Linked DNA regions of Sus scrofa: region 2 is linked to region 1. Evidence: chromatin contacts called from public HiChIP or PLAC-seq data. All regions are on one chromosome and are shown on one strand. Each heading gives the region's core, a stretch centred on a gene start, on an enhancer-like site or on the middle of the called end of the contact. The rest is flanking DNA. Distances are from core to core; before and after follow the strand shown. Region 1 holds the start of CPEB4 (cytoplasmic polyadenylation element-binding protein 4). Region 2 holds the start of BOD1 (biorientation of chromosomes in cell division protein 1).

Region 1 (2,931 bases), core at 201-2,700:
TTTTCATTTTTTACTCCTCATTTCCTACTAAAGGAAAACACTCATTCAGCATATTTAGAACCTGCACTGAGAGCAATGCATTATTACCCTAGGTCCTGAGGGTGGTCATAGCCATGGGAATGCACAAATATGAACAAGACATGGAATCCTTGTGCAGCAAATAACCTAAATGATGAAAGTTTGAGAGATGTGAGGTCCAAAACAAATGGCCTAAACAATGAAATAATTCAGACTTGGAAAGGGGACTGCAATTCAGGAAAGATTTCATTGTGGTTAGTTTTTCCGCTAGTTTCTTCAGCATTCATTCATTCATGACTCCTGTCTACAAGGTGCCCTCCTCAAAGAGGCCACAGTTGACCACAGGCCCAAGAGACATAAGCAACCATTAAAATAGGGGATAAACAAGCATGAGACATACACAGGGCCATGGATGTTGATAAGAGGGAATTTAGAAGACAGAGTTGGTAGCTTTTGAGCCGATTCCTAAAACTAAATAGGAGCTTACCAGGTGGAGAAGAAAGGAAATGGAAGGTTTAAAAGGCACTGAGAAGAGTTAGAGCAGCTTGGTGTGGGGCGTTTGGAGATGAGGTGTTAAGATATACTGCTCACAGAGTGGAAAATCTTTGACTACTAGGCTAAAAAGTTTGGTTTTTTCCAAGGAGGTAGTGGGCAGCTGAAGAGAGATCTGAGCAGGTGAGGTCCATAATAAAGATTTTCGTTTTGTACATCTCCCTCTGGTAAACCGGTAGGGTGAACTAGAGCCAGATGGGGATGAGGGCTCAGCCAAGGACGCCGACAGCGGCTGTATCTTTGTGCCTGAGACTGCACCAGACGGGAGCCTAAACCAAGCAAGAGGAGTGGGGATAGGGGAATGGAAGGTGAAGGAAGAGTCTATATTCAGGACAAGGACGTACGCAGTTCTAGGAACCTCACAGCCGCTGGGAAGAATCGCCTCCCCTTCCAGATCCCTCTGGGGCGGAGCTCCGACCAAGGTACGTGATGCCTGGGGAACCACATTTATTCTGGGCAGTCCTCACGTTCGTCCGCAGTTTTATGGGTCGCCACTCGGATCTCCCACGTCTGAACTCTTTCTCGTGGTGCTGGAGGAATCCGTTCTCTTCCGCGCGTCCTTATATGCCTTTCCAGCAGAGCATGGCTAGACGAGATAAACCGCGCAGGAGTCCTCTGCCCATACTAAAGATGGCGACCTGCTGCGCTCACTCTGGGTGGGGGACCCGGTTCCAGGAGCCCAGCCTCACTAGGCGAGGCGCAGACGGAAGGGGCGTCTCTCTAGGTAACTTTTCGACCTTCCTGGGAGGGGACGTGAGTCGGGGGGCGTGGCCTTATCTGAATTCCAACAGCTGATTGGCCTTTCGTCAGGTGGGCGGGGGCGTATGCCCTAACCCACCCCTCCCTTTTCGAACCGGAAGTGTCTCTCGGTCTTTCCAGCTGGTTGTCATTTCGCTCGGCTCGGTCCTGAGGAGAAGGACTCAGCCGCGGCTGCGGGACCCGGGCACCGGGAGGCGGTGGCGGCGGCGGCGGCAGTAGCGGCGGCAGCAGAGGAGGAAGAGGAGGAAGAAGGAGAGAGGAAGAGGAGCCAGGCGGAGTCCACAACAACGACAGCGGGGACTTCGGGACCGGGGTAAAGCGACCGCGGCGGCGACGACGACGGCCCACACAACCGTGAGGAGAAACAAAAGCCTTCTAAATTATAGTTTTTGAAAAAATCTGGGGGGGGGAAAGAGAGAGCAAAGGGGGGGGAGGTCCTTCTCTTTTGGAATAACTGCGCTGGTGGGTTTTTCCTTTTTTTCCCTGTCCCCCCCCACCCCCCTCGCTGCGGAGAATCGAACTGAGAGAACTGAACAAACCGCCCCTGGGTCCCATGAGGGAAAAAAAACCCGGAGCCGCAGAGAGGGGAAGAGGCCGAAACCGCAGGACCTTCCAGGTCGCCCCCTTGGTCGCCGCACCCCCGGGCCGCCAGCTCGTCCTCGTCGAGTCTCGCTAATCCCTCCTGATCGCGACACCCTCGAGTGGGAGAAACGGGTGTTTCCAGCCCATTTCATGGGGGAGAGGAGGCCAGGGGGAGCCCAGGAACAGCGCCCGCAGCAAGACCTGCACCCAGAGCTTCAGGAACAGCCCCAGAGGCCAAAACTGCACCCCGTGAAAGAGCAGAAACAGGACCAGGAACAGCAGAAACCTCCCTGCAATCATTTTTCCATTAGTCAATGCTGATTTCGCCTCCCACCCTAGATAACCTAATATAATCTATATATATAAAATATAATATATAATGTTCTTAAATTATTCCTGATTTTTTTAACTAAGCTGCCAAGAAAAAGAACGTATTCTCCCTTTAGCCCTATTCTAATTTTTAATGTGAGTGAATCTAAACTGCTGAAGAAGCCCATATGTGATTGTTAAATTATATATATATATATTTTTACTCTGCGCAATGCTTATTCTTCTACATTCATAGATGCTTGAGAAGCTGTGTTTTTGTCATTCATGTACGTTTTCCTTTGGAAAAAGAAAGCGCCTATTTTACTAACCAAAGACTTGATTTTTTACCCTCTTCATTTTTATTCCCTCCTAGAAATAAGCCCAGCTGGATTCATGTCAATGTTTTAAGATTTTTCTTTAGGGTTTGTTGTTTGTTTCAGAAACCAGAATTCCAAATCTGAACTATTTAGGGTGATAAGCTGCGATCTTTGAGCTAGCTAAAAATAAGGCATTTCAAACAAGCAACTTAAATTTGGCATAGAGGATACACATACAAAGACGTGAGACATCAGATTGTCTTTTTTATTATAAGATTCTGAGCCTAAAAATAATAAATGGGGGATTACGGGTTTGGAGTGCTAGTGCAAAGCAATACTGGGAATAAATCTGCTTTTCCAGTCAGATTCCATCCACATCTGCAGCCTCCACACC
Region 2 (2,931 bases), core at 227-2,726, 240 kb before region 1:
CTTGGATCCTAGTTGGGTTCGTTAACTGCTGAGCCCATGAAGTCATGAAACTCCCTGCTTGAGTTTTTAAATCATGGAGAATTAACAGTATACACCACTTACTATCTTTACTAGCCGGTCTATGTGTCAGTTTTCTACTTTAGAATACAAGCTTTGCTTCTTCCTGTATCCACAAACCCCGCCAATAAATGTTTAATGGGTAAACAGACTAGGTCCTTCCCTATCTTTAAGGCCCAGTTTTTAGCCCGCAATTTTTTTGTGAGGTGGGCAAAATATTTCCACACTAGGCTCAAACAGGAGAAATCACCTCCCCAGAAGAACCCATTCAGTAAGAGAGCTTCTATATCTACACCTATAACTCTTGTAAGAGAAGCTTCTGAAAAGGGAGAAAATGAACGTTTCAGCAACTATCATACATCTGACACTTAACACACATGACTTCACTGACTACACATGAACCTTGGCAAAAAGGCAAAGTGAGAAACAGCATTGTTACTCTATGCCATTAGGATCTAAAGTAGCACCAAGTCCCTTTTAATCAATAATAAAGGCCAAAACACAGGTGTTGGTCTACAACAATGTACCTTAATTAAATGCATACTGAAGTCTGCACTGACCTGGAAAGGGTACAAATAACTATTATAGGCTGACGACTGTGCGTTCAAACCATTCAGGCTTACTCACTTGGCTCTCTCATCGCTGTTCTTAACATATTGAGATTTGTTACTGAGAGGCTTAAAGGGATCCCATCTTGGGAAAGACAGGGTCTAGGATGGAAAACCGGTATTGCATCCCCAAATTCAGAGTAGCAGCTGGCCTAAGTCGCACAGAATTGTTATGGGGTTGGGAGCTGAATCCACGTGGGCATCCCTCAGAAAGCTTGCTGTACTGCCCCAAGCAGTCTCCTCGCTGCTGAGATTTTTAAGGTACCTTTTATTCTGCTTTGGAAAAGTGAAGCTGCAACCCCGATGGCCTCACGCCCAGCCCACCCGGCCCCCGTTAGCCCAGGCGCCTCAGCTACCTTGGTGTCCACGTCGGCCAGGCAGTCCCGGCGGAAACTGTCAAACAAGCCCCGGCTCTTGAGCTGCTCCACGATGAGAGCGATGAGCTGCGGGTCGCCGGGAGGCAGCGAAGCCGGGTTGATGGGGCCGCCGCTTCCGCCAGCCCCCGTCGCGCCGGTCGCCGCCCCCGCCGAGGCCTGGCCCGAGCCGCCGCCGCCCACCGCACCGGTGCCCCCGCTGCCGCCGCCACCGTCCGCCATGGCTGTGCCCCTGGCCCAGGAAGGAGACCGAACACGGCCTCCTCTCAGGGACAGAGGGCCTGGGTCGGGTACAGGTGGCAGAGGGGCCAGAGAAGGCGGCGGTGGCGGCGGCGAGGGTGGGAGCGGCGGCGGGAGGGGTGGCGCCGGCACGTTGGGAGGCAGCGGCGGCGGAGGGAAAGGCGGCAGAAATCGCCCTCCCCATTCCGGGCGCTCTTCGGATGACGTCGCCGCTGACCTTTGCATTGTGGGGCGGGAGGTTTACCTGCAGTCAGCGCCGGCTTTCTTATACGCAGAAGGCTGGCCAAAGAAAACTACAACTCCCGGCAGCCTCCAGAATGCCATCTCCAGTTTGCGAGGCAGTACGGGACTTGAAGGCTTGGGCCCTCGCGATTGCTGTAGCCTGGGCTGACTCTTCTCGCCCGGTTACTGCCACCTGGTTCTAAATCAGCACGTCCCCAAAGTGCCTGAGTATAAGAAGTGTCTGCCAGGCTGATTGAAAGTGTAGAATAACAGGTTTGTCCCTTAGAGATTCTCATTCAGTGTTTCTGGGTCGGGGCCTAGGAATCTGTGTTTTTAACATGTATTCCCGCACCCTTGAACAATATGGCCCGGGAAATGTGGGAAGCAGTGGACTAGTCAGATTTCTTTTATTTAAAAATGTATGGGGTTTCCTCCCCCGTCCGTTCTGATTTTAATAGAAATTCATACTTATTTTAGAAAATTGAAAAATAACCGGAAAATGTGCGGTGGAAATGTCTCCCTGATTCTCTATTTTATGTGTATTTCCTTCCAGATATTAAATATTGTCAGTAATAATAATAACAAACTGATATTGAGTAATTGGAATATTCCAGGCATGATGCTAAGTACTTTACACACACAATCTAAAAAGCATATATTATTTTTGCTATTTTACAGGTGAAGAAACTGAGGCACAGAGTTAGTTTATTGCCCTAATCACAAAGCTACAGGTGGAAGAGGAGGGTTTGAACTCAGATTTCCTGAATCCAAATCTTGGTGATGTTTAACCTAAGGTGTACTACATCCTGAGAGCTAGCTGTCCTCATACTCTAGGTAAGGCTTCTTCCTAATTTATCTTTTTTTTTTTTTTTTTTTTTTTTTGGAGCCACAATTCACCATTGGAGCTGTCACTGCATCCTCTTTTCCTTTCAGCCTTTTGTCCCCTGTTGAAAATTCCTGCCTGGATCCTGGCAATTCTGTTTGCTATTATTTCCTCGTCTTATATAAGCAGTGGATGAGGATGTAAATAATAAATTCTTCAATATCCTTGGCTCCTGGGAAGAGGCATAATAGACACAGATCTGAGATGCTTTCCATTTCACGATTTATTATTTAAGAAAGTTTAACCCTCAAAATGAATATCCAGGTGTTCATCCTTTAACTCGAGCTCAATCTTCCTCAAAGGTTAAGTTAATGACCAACATTCTCTCTTAATACTTCACCATCCTGGAGATGACCTAATGACTCTTCCTCCTAATTGACCCCACACTTATCACTCATCTTTAGCCCCAGGAGAGGCTGGATTCAGGCTGCAAGGACCCGGTGTTTATTCTTCTCCAAGCTCCCTGATCACTTCTACCAGTCTCTTCTCCATTTTGGCACAGCACATCTTCCTCTCTTTCTTCAGGGAAAACTTTTCTAACCCTCTG

What was found. HiChIP or PLAC-seq counts read pairs in DNA pulled down with a chosen protein or histone mark.
Region 2: an H3K27ac HiChIP or PLAC-seq map of alveolar macrophages shows a contact between it and region 1. The contact joins the promoter of BOD1 here to the promoter of CPEB4 in region 1. A contact is called at or near these places in 2 of 5 promoter capture datasets (fetal liver and liver), 3 of 47 Hi-C or Micro-C datasets (embryonic fibroblasts, heart right ventricle and liver) and 2 of 2 datasets of contacts at active chromatin or transcription factors (alveolar macrophages and skeletal muscle).

Annotation. Positions count from the first base shown.
Region 1 is chr16:50,497,605-50,500,535 of Sscrofa11.1, reverse strand. CPEB4 (cytoplasmic polyadenylation element-binding protein 4) reads left to right here and starts at 1,450. Exons shown (of 8, transcript XM_005657625.3): 1 at 1,450-2,931. The coding sequence starts at 2,835. It overlaps LOC110257261, which reads left to right. Exons shown (of 2, transcript XM_021076837.1): 1 at 1-1,294; 2 at 1,450-2,442. The coding sequence starts at 1,000. The coding sequence ends at 1,646.
Region 2 is chr16:50,733,055-50,735,985 of Sscrofa11.1, reverse strand. BOD1 (biorientation of chromosomes in cell division protein 1) reads right to left here and starts at 1,476. Exons shown (of 4, transcript XM_003483847.4): 1 at 1,022-1,476. The coding sequence starts at 1,261. LOC102164818 (a long non-coding RNA gene) reads left to right here and starts at 1,516. Exons shown (of 11, transcript XR_002339638.1): 1 at 1,516-1,774; 2 at 2,180-2,335.